Regions from separate parts of the Capsicum annuum genome. Here region 1 is linked to region 2. Evidence: chromatin contacts called from public Hi-C data. All regions are on one chromosome and are shown on one strand. The core of a region is the stretch at or near the end of the contact, and the rest is flanking DNA. Distances in the headings are between cores, read along the strand shown. Region 1 holds the start of LOC107879578 (pentatricopeptide repeat-containing protein At2g17210). Region 2 overlaps LOC107879577.

Region 1 (5,394 bases), core at 1,829-4,328, 42 kb before region 2:
TGCTGAAGAAAAGGAGTGCATTCCTGATACAGCTGGCTGCTAAAACAGTTCCCAGGCCTTTGCATTGTCTTCCTTTGCTTCTCACGACGGACTTTTTTCTCCAACGATATGAAGAGAGAGAATTTCCAAACAAGGAAAAACTTGAAGATCCTTCTCTGTTCCATTATGCAATATTTTCTGATAATGTACTTGCCACATCTGTTGTTGTATACTCTACTATACTGCATGCAAAGGAGCCTGAGAAGCACGTTTTCCATATAGTGACAGATAAATTGAACTTCCCAGCTATGAAAATGTGGTTCCTTTCCAATCCTCCTGCTTCTGCAACAATTCACGTTGAGAATGTTGATGACTTTACATGGCTTAATTCTTCGTACTGCCCTGTACTACGTCAGCTTGAATCTGCTAGAATGATAGAGTATTATTTCAAGGCACATTCCCTTACGTCGCACACCGACAATCTTAAGTATAGGAACCCAAAGTATTTGTCAATGCTGAATCATCTTAGGTTTTACCTTCCTGAAGTATATCCAAAGCTGGAGAAAATCTTATTTCTGGATGATGATATTGTAGTTCAAAAGGATCTGACATCTCTTTGGTCTGTCAACCTACAAGGGATGGTCAATGGTGCTGTGGAGACATGCAAAGAAAGCTTCCATAGATTTGATAAATATCTTAATTTCTCTAACCCGAAGATATCTGAAAATTTTGATCCACATGCCTGTGGATGGGCTTTTGGCATGAATGTCTTTGATTTGAAGGAGTGGAGGAGGCGCAACATTACAGGAATATATCATCATTGGCAAGAAATGGTAAGTTTATATTACATATTCTTTAGCTGGTGCTTCTAGTCGCAATTTGCTGAGTTGAGTTCTTTTATATTATCATCACGAATGTTCTACAATTTTTTGTTCATTTGTTTTCCATGTCAATGAAGTTAGCACAATTAATGAGGAAATGATCTTCTATGACCCCTTACAATTTGAATAGAAGAACATGACCCTACAAATATGCTTGTGTTTACTTACCGATGTCTTGTGTTATAAAAGGGCCATATAGCTAAAAGAACATTTGCAATGGGCCATCAAACCTATCTCCGTCAATTTCATGTACGTTTTCATGAGTTCAAGAGCTCCTGCTAGAGGGGGTGGCTGTAAGGCATAGAAAGTCTTCACATTGATCTCTATTTTAGTTTTAATTAATCAAGCTTATATGAGTTTACTTGAAAATTAAGACAGTAATGCATAAACTAGGATTATATAAATAAGGATGCTCCTGCTGCTGCTTTGGATGGTCAAATGAAGTGAAAGTGCTGCGGATAAAACGATCTGAACTATGGAACTACTATTGAAAATCAATGTACTTACTGATTATGGAAAAACAAAGAATTTAGTGCAAGTATATTTAGAAGACTGATGGGACTGAAACCTTGAGTTATTGCTGTAAGTACCATCGTTTGCTTGAGGGTAGATAGATGTTATGGGTTCAAAGTAAAGTGCCAAAATTTGCCAGGAGATATACCTCCCACCTCTCGGTATTGTTGTCTCAAGCATGATTATTAAGGTGCTAGTTGAAGTTTAACTACATTTGAGAAAATGGGTTCAGAAGTGGAGATAGAATTTGACTTTTTTTCAACTTGGGGTTATTGTTTAGTCTTCAGAATGATGGTGGGTCCCAGATAATAGAATAATGGGAAATTAGAAGGTGGATAGTAATATAGAATGGAAGACAAGAAGGCTGTACATCAATGATGTCTTCTGGACAGTACAATGACTTGTTTAGGTTTTGAGTGGAGCTGATGAAATAGTACAATAAGGATAAGAGCTAAACCAATTTGTCACCCAGACCATGTAACTTTCGTGACCTCTATTTCTAGTTTTGGGAAAACTTTGTATATGGTTTTATTAGGTTGCAGCCCTTGTTATTCCCAGTGCCTCCTCACTCCATAAAAGGCAAAGAAGCATACCGTATGCATGATTGATCATTTTCCATTGAGCTTTATTGCTATCTTCTAGAAAATTGAATTGTTGCCTACTTAGAAGGCTTTCTGCAAATCTTTTTACGATCTACCATGTCTATAGACCCTGCTCTAGAATCTACCATGTCTAGATTGCATCTATTCCCTTGACCTCTTGATTTGAGAAGTGAGGAAATTTAGTTTATTTTCTTCCAAAAATTGCTTCTGGTCATGGAAAGGGCAAGCCTTAAAAAGTCAGTCTTCCATAGCAAGCTTTGCTCTTGCAAAGAGTAGTAATGCATTTGATATTCGGGAAAAAGTCATTTCCTTTTCTGAAATTCTTCATCCTTATGTGTTTTTGTAGCTGACTATTATTTCCATTGCAGAATGACGACAGAACACTTTGGAAACTTGGCACTTTACCTCCGGGGCTGATAACTTTCTATAACTTGACTTATCCTTTGGATCGGAGCTGGCATGTGTTGGGTCTTGGTTATGATCCTGCCCTGAACAAAACAGAAATACAAAAGGGGGCTGTTGTTCACTACAATGGAAATTACAAACCATGGTTGGATCTTGCAATTGCCAAGTACAAATCTTATTGGTCTAGATATGTAATGTTCAATAATACGTACCTTCAACTTTGTAACATCAGTGAGTAGTAGATTTAGGTTTTTGCGAGGTAGTTTTACTTGTAATCAATTTCTCGTACTCCTTGCGCACTAGGAAAAGGGGAAAAAGGTCTTACTATTGTCAGTAACGCATCAAGAAATTTTGGGAGAGCAACTGAGTACCCTAACAGTACAGCTGCAGATGGGCATATTTGTTTTCCACAACCGACAGATTAATGGCTGTAGTTTGTCTATTTTAGACTGTTTTTTTGCTGTTACCATCAAAAGTAACTTGTAGATGACATTCCTGTATGGGAGCTAAATAGACCGTTGAAAGTTTGGATTAAACATAAGATATAAACCATTCATTCTAATAACAGCATTCATTAAAACAAGAGAGAGATAGCAAGGGAAGAAGGCAGACAGCTAGCTTTTGGATTTGGAGTTGGAGTTGGAGTTGGAAGGCCGTAACCCTTCTTTCCTCTTTATCTATCGAACTAAATTGCCAAATGCGTGTCAAGTGGAGTGGTAGTATAGGGAGGAGGTTGAGAGAATCCCAAGATGTTGTTCGACTTCTCAGAGCATGTTTAAACCTCTCCTCCTCCACTAGAAACGGCGAGTCTATCCATGCCTCTGTGGTTAAGCAGGGATTCCTCGCTTTCACTTCCGTCGCTAATTCTATGATGGACTTCTATGCTAAATCTGGAGATTTGGGTTCTGCCCTCCTTGTTTTTAACTACTGCATCCCCAACAAAGATTCAGTTTCCTGGAATGTAATCATTCATGCCCACTTACACCGTTCTGTTGCTTCTCCCCGAGGATTATGCTTCTTCACTCAGGCTTGGGCTGCTTCAGGTTTTCAACCCAATATCTCCACTTTAGTGCTTGTCATTCAAACTTATCGCTATCTTAGAGCTTTTGAGGCTGGGCGGACGGTCCATGCTTCTACCATTCGTGCTGGGTGTTCAACTGTTACTTCCCTCCAAAACTCGCTCCTCCGTTTCTATGCTGAATTCCAAATGCAGCTTGCACATAACCTCTTCGATGAAATGACTGACAGAGACGTTATCTCTTGGACTGTCATGGTTGCTGCCTATGCCCAAACTCACGAGGAAACTCTGGTTGCTCTCGAGTTGTTCCGACGGATGGTTGATTCTGGGATAAAATCAGACGGACAATCAGTGGTAAGTGTACTCAAAGCCTGCAGCAAATCGAAGGCCGTTAGAATGGGAGAGTCAATTCACGGATTTGTCATCTCTAGAGCTCTGGGTTATGATGTGTTCGTACCCAATTCTCTGATCGACTTGTATTCTAAATGCAACCACATGGATTCTTCATTGAGAGTTTTCCGCGAAATTCCTGAGAAGAATGTTGTGTCCTGGAACACTTTCTTGTCAGGACTTGTGCAGAATGAGATGCATTCCGAGGCCCTTACTTTATTTGATTCGATGCGGAAGGCCGGAGTTGAATCTGATGAGGTCACTCTGGTCAATCTGCTGCAGTTATGTAAGTCCTTCCTTGACCCTGACCAGTCCAAGTTGATACATTCCAGAATACTCCGACGAGGTTTTGAGTTGAATCAGTTGGTTACAAACTCTTTGATCGATGCATATGCAAGTTGCAATCTCATAACTCATGCATGGAATCAATTTAGTAATTTGAAAACACGAGATGCAGTAACTTGGAGCACCATGATTGCCGGCTTCACCCACTGTGGCATGCCTGACGAAGCAATTGCTGTTTTCCGAGAGATGAGCCACACCACTGAACCGCCCAATGCCGTTACCATGTTAAATCTTCTCGAAGCTTGTTCTCTTTCTGCAGATATGAAAAGGTCAAGGTGCGCTCATGGAATTGCTATTCGAAGAGGATTGGCGTCTGATGTGGTAGTGGGAACTGCGATCTTAGATATGTACTCAAAATGTGGTTCTATTGGATCTTCGAGAAAAGTGTTTGACCTGATTCCACACAAGAATGTCGTGACCTGGAGTGCCATTATCGCAGCATATGGTATGAATGGCTTCCCAAATGAAGCTCTAGCTCTACTTGCTGAGATGAAAGCGTGTGGCCTAAGGCCAAATCAAGTTACTGCACTGTCTCTTTTATCCGCTTGTAGTCATGGGGGACTGGTTGAAGAAGGGATTTCTCTTTTTGAGGAGTTGATTTGGGATCATGAAGTTGAACCCTGCTTAGAACATTATTCTTGCCTTATAGATCTGTTAGCTCGGGCTGGAAAGGTTGATAGTGCAATGAATTTGATAAGAAAGCTACATGATGGACTAAAGCCTGGTGCAAGTGCATGGGGGGCGCTCTTGAGTGCTTGTAGGAACTATGAAAACTATGAGTTTGGTGCCAGTGCCCTCCCTCAAGTACTTGAACTCGAGCCATCAGGCTCGGCTGGATATCTGCTTGCATCAAACATGTATGCATCAGGTCATTCATGGGTTGATGCCACTAAAATGAGAATGCTGGCTAAGGAGGGAAGTGTCAAGGTGATAGCTGGCTATAGCTTAGTGTATGCCAATGGTAAGGCCTGCAAGTTTCTTGCAGGAGATAAACACCATTCTTTGTCTGATGAATTGCAGTTCACCATTCAACAATTGCACTCATACATGAAAATGGACGTCGCCTGCTGATAGGAGATTCTTTTGTTTTCAAGTAAAAGCGACAACTTTCCACAACTAAAGAGCTATCTTTCTTTCGCTGCAAAACTCTTGATTGTTGGAAGGGAGCTTGTAAAATATACTCGAAAGAAAGGTGGTTGGAATGAGGAAACGAATCCTCCATTCGTCAGTTGGTAGGTTTTGTATTGCAATCTAATGATCG
Region 2 (5,110 bases), core at 675-3,174:
TGCATGCTCCTAACAGCTAAACTTGAGAGTCAAATGTTCAATGGTGTGATATCTTAAAATAAAAATGCACCGTAAAAGCGTTTAAGTCTCATATGTCTAGCAAACAACCAAAAACCAGATCATGATAGAAAGCTCAAACTAAACAAATTTTGAGATGTGACAACAAAGAAGTATCCCTCGCCCTCCTCCTCCTACTTCTCTCTTTCTGTTTAAAGGATAAGGAACAAGAATGAATGTAGATATCCATTCAGAAAGTGTATATCCTATAAAGCCATTTAGTTGCGAACTTACGCAGAGCTTGCTTTATTCCTAATCTAGAACATTCCTATATAAAACATTTACTAGTTCCAATTCAACTTATCTTAACCCATAAAAACACTATCCACCAACTCAGCATATGCTACAGACGTACAACAACAACAACAACAACAAACCCAGAATGTTCCCACTTAGTGGGAGCATATGCTACAGATCCAAAATTAAATTGTTCTCAGAAACAACCTCGTCAATTTCTTCTGCATGATCTCTGACAACATTCCCCATATACATACTCAATGAGAAGCCTTTATTTCTCCGCATATGCTCCATCTTCGAAATTATACTCTCGAATGTCCACCATTATCTTCCTTCGAAGTTCCTAACTGATACTTTCTGATTCTTAGAAATGTGACAAACTATGATGTGATCGGAAATTTCAGAATCATCGGTTCTAGAAGATATAGTCTCTTCGTAGGATTGTTGCCTCCAGAAGCATACTCATCCTCTTCCTTTCTCCTTCATAACGTTTTCAACATTTCTGCACATAAAAACAGGTACACTAATCTTATCAAAGAACTTATCTTCTTCCCTTAATTTTTTTTATTTGGGATAAGTTCCTCATGTCTAAGAACCCTTTTCAGCTTTCCATCATGGACCGGGCTGCAGAATATGATAGAGAAAAGCTAAGTTATATCAATCAACAAATTATGTGTCTTTGTTATGCATAACAAAATGGAGAGATATACAAATCTCTTTGTTACTTCAAAGATTGTAACAAAAAACACCCTTGCAAGAATCACCAAAATATTATCTTGCAACATATTCACGTAGAATAACTCCTTTTACTATAACAACCACCACTCCAGACCAATATGTTTGGAATTTTGCAATTTTATGAAAATATTGTGAGCTGCACTTCTTGCTTTCCGTTTCAAGCCCAAGCACCGTGTTGCTTCGTTGTGCTTTTCTCTTTTACCAGCATAGTTTTAATAAAGAAGCCATGTCCTGCTATCATTTATTCGCCATTTATCGGAAATGATGCTCAACCATCATAATACAACTTTTCAGTCTTAACAATAACAAATTTGGCCTAAGGAAAAGCATCAGTAAACTTTGGCCTGATTTTGCTGAGAACATCACTTTTAGGGTGGGGAATGGCTCTCGCATCAAATTTTGGAAGGACATATGGTTGGGGGATACAATTTTGAGTGAGGAATTCCCAAGTTTGTACACCATTGCAGCTGAACCAGATTCTATCATAGCATGCAACAGATTAGATGACAATTGGGACATAAGGTTCAGGAGAAACCTTCATGACTGGGAACTTAATGACATCTTCGACTTTTTTGCCAAATTGCAGCCTTGCTCCTTTTCACCCCGAGAGCTCGATAGATTGAAATGGGGTAACTCAAGAAAAGGTCACTACACGGTCAAGGAAGGCTATCACAGCTTATGCTCAAGGAACTCCATGATTGACAAATGACCATGGAAGCTTGTATGGAAGACTAAACTACCTATCAAAGTAATATGTTTCAGCTGGACTGCACAGCTCAACTCATGCCTCACACAGGAATACAGGATAATCTCTCCAAAAAGAAATTCCAGCTTGCCAACAGATGCTACTTCTGCCACAAGCACACATAAAGTGTCAACCACTTGTTACTGCGTTGTCCAGCTGCCTTGGACCTTTGTAATATGTTCTGTTGTTTTTTGGTCTTTTTTGGGTCATGCCCTTCTCCGTTAAGGATGCTCTTGAAAGTTGGAGTTCACGGGAAGCTGAAAAAACCATCAAGAGTGTCTGGATGATGACCCCGGGTGTTATATTTTGGTGTTTATGGATAGCGAGGAGCAAAAGATGTTTTGATGGAATTTCAACTTCTAGTAGTCTTTTGCGAGAAAGATATTTAGTTAGCCTCCTTACCTGGTCCAAATTGACCCCTGTAAATAATTTAGAACTCTTCTTGGATTGTAAGCTCTATTTTTTTTTTGAACTTGGTAACTTTGTATGATATCACAAAACAGTGCATAGGTAGTGCATAGGTTGTACTGAAACCTTATCTACAAGTGGTCCCCAAATCTTACTGCTCTATGACTAAATTGAGTCTAAAACATCAATTATAGAGACAGTAGCATTTGAGTATAACTGATTACACCAAAAACATAACAGTAGAATGCAGTTAAGCTTCACATTCTGTACACTATTCTCTATGCTCTCAAAACACCTAAAGTTCCTCTCTTTCCATATTGCCCACCATATAGCAGCAGGGATAAGTCTCCATCTGTCTCTGTCCTTCGCCTGTGCTCCTGAATCTTCCCAGCTCTTTAATGCCCAGTAAATGCCTTTAAGACTAAAAAAAATGCTCCATAGTTGTTGAGTGTACTTGCAGTGTAGAAACAAATTGTTAACAGTCTCTAATGTTTCCTCACAAAGAAAGCATCTAGAGCATAAGGTTATCCCTCTCTTCATAACATTATCTTGAGTTAGGACTGCTTCTTTGGCCAGCAACCAGACAAAGCATGATACTTTGTGTGGTATTCTACTTTTCCAGATTGGTTTCCATGGCCAATTTATATTCTGCTGGTTTGCCTGATCCATCAACTTATAAGCTCTATTGACTTTGTATACTCCTCTATTGTTTCCTGTCCACCAAAAGATATACTCCCCTGTTTGGAGTACGTTGAAAGGCACCATTGTGTTGACAAATTCAGCTAACCTCTGAACTTCCCAGTCATTAAGTTGTCTCCTGAAGTTGAAGTTCCAACCCTGCGGTGTCCATAAATCTGCTATATACCCTTGCTGAAATGTGACTAAGCTATAGATGTCAGGAAATAACTCTTCCAAGTTGCCTTTCTCATGCCAGTTATCCTTCTAGAACTTGGTCTTGGCCCCATCAAACACTTTCACCTTTGAGTTGCTTTTCACTTCATCCCACAGGTTCCTAATGGATCTCCAAAGGCTGACCCCATAGGGAGAAGTCACAACTTTGGTCATCCATTTGTCTTCTGCTACGTATTTAGCTCCAATCACCCTTTTCCATAACTATTGGTTACCATTTGCATACTTCCATAACCATTTCATTCTAAGAGCTTTAATTTGCAAGTTTAGGTTCTTAATCCCCAGACCACCATTCTTCTTCCCAGTTATCACTGATTTCCACTTTACTAAGTGAAATCCTTTCTTTTCCTTATTGCCCTGCCACAAAAATTTCCTCCTAATGTTGTTCAACCTCTTGATGACCTCTACTGGGATGGGAAAAGGGACATCATGTAAGTTGGAAAAACGTCAAGTATTGAATTGATTAGTGTCAATCTTCCACCCATAGACAAGTATTGTGATTTCCACCTGGCTAATTTTTTCACACTCTTCTCAATTACACTGTTCCATATATCTATGGACTTAGATTTAGCTCCCAGAGGTAATCGCAAGTATGTAGTTGGCAGAGCGCCAATTTCACCACCAAGGATTGTTGCTAACCAGCTCATATTGTTGACTTGATTAATAGGGTACATTAGACTCTTTCTCCGATTAATATGCAAACCAGAAGCCCCTTCAAACAAAACCAAGATTACCTTTAAATGCTTCATCTTCCTCGGCGTCACAAAAAATAAGTGGGTCATCCGCGTATTGAAGGTGTGTCACTTCCAGGCTGTCAACCCCTTCTCAATTACACTGTTCCATATATATGGACTTAGATTTAGCTCCCAGAGGTAATCCCAAGGATGTAGTTGGCAGAGTGCCAATTTCACCACCAAGGATTGTTGCTAACCAACTCATGTTGTTGACTTGATTAATAGGGTACATAAGACTCTTTCTCTAATTAATATGCAAACCAGAAACCCCTTCAAACAAAACCAAGATTACCCTTAAATGCTTCAGCTGATCTTACTCAGCGTCACAAAAGATAAGTGTGTCATCCACGTATTGAAGGTGTGTCACTTCCAGGCTGTCAACCCCTTCTCAGACTACTTCAAAACCCCTCGTCCAACCTCTCAATTTCGTTGTCTTGATCATATTATTCAATCCTTCCATAGCAATTAGGAACAAGAAAGGTGACAAAAGATCACCTTGCCTGAGTCCTCTCTGTGATTGAAAGAATCCTGCAGGAGAACCATTGACTAGAACTGAAAAGTTGACTGTTGAGATACATTGCTTCATCCATTTCAACCACTTCTGCCAAAACCCATCATTTTTAATACTTTCACAAGGTATCTCCAGTTAACATGGTCATACGTTTTCTCTATGTCCAGCTTGCAAAGAATACCTGGTTTTTTCTGCTCAACTCTGGAATCAACAGCTTTGTTGGCAATCAGGACTGCATCCATTATTTGTCTCCCTTTAATGAATGTCATTTGCTAAGAATCTACCAACTTGCTAATCACCCCTTTCAGTCTCTCAGTCGGTACTTTAGAAAGCAGCTTATAAATACTGCCAATCAGACTTATAGGTCTAAAATCTCTCAACTCTTTGGCACCTTTCTTTTTAGGAATAAGTACAATAAAAGTTGCGTTAAAACTCTTCTCAAACACTTTCTGATCATGGAAGTTTTGAAAAGTGTCCAGAATGTCCTGCTTTACCACCTCCCAGCACTTGATAAAGAAACCCATAGTGAAACCATCAGGCCCAGGTGCTTTATCAGATGCACACAACTTGAGGCACCTCAAAACTTCAGTTTCATCAATGTTGCTTTGGAGAGCTACCCTATCCTCCTCTGTTAGAACTGGGAACTGAGTATTTTGATAGATAGGTCTCTACTGGATGGATTCTGTGTATAACTTTTTGTAATAGTCCACAATTTCTCCTTCAATTCGGCTTGGTTCTTTGGTAAGTTCTCCCTGTATCACCAATTGGTCA

What was found. Hi-C and Micro-C count contacts between places; a contact is called where the count stands out from the background.
Region 1: a contact with region 2 is called in a Hi-C map of leaf, with 2.9 times the contacts expected there. The contact joins the promoter of LOC107879578 here to the enhancer-like site in region 2. A contact is called at or near these places in 5 of 5 Hi-C or Micro-C datasets (bud, leaf, pericarp and 1 more).

The regions. Positions count from the first base shown.
Region 1 is chr8:173,443,333-173,448,726 of UCD10Xv1.1, reverse strand. It overlaps LOC107879578 (pentatricopeptide repeat-containing protein At2g17210), which reads left to right and starts at 3,078. Exons shown (of 1, transcript XM_016726598.2): 1 at 3,078-5,394. The coding sequence starts at 3,078. The coding sequence ends at 5,204. It overlaps LOC107840646 (probable galacturonosyltransferase 3), which reads left to right. Exons shown (of 9, transcript XM_016684570.2): 8 at 1-812; 9 at 2,344-2,822. The coding sequence ends at 2,619.
Region 2 is chr8:173,400,900-173,406,009 of UCD10Xv1.1, reverse strand. The region is part of intron 1 of LOC107879577; the gene reads right to left. Among protein-coding and RNA genes, the nearest start is that of LOC107879577, 10 kb to the right of the region's middle. Within about 2 kb of position 1,924, at least 1 of the 5 cell types and tissues checked has an H3K27ac peak or open chromatin away from gene starts, as enhancers often do. A contact at or near this core is called in leaf, where this site is marked.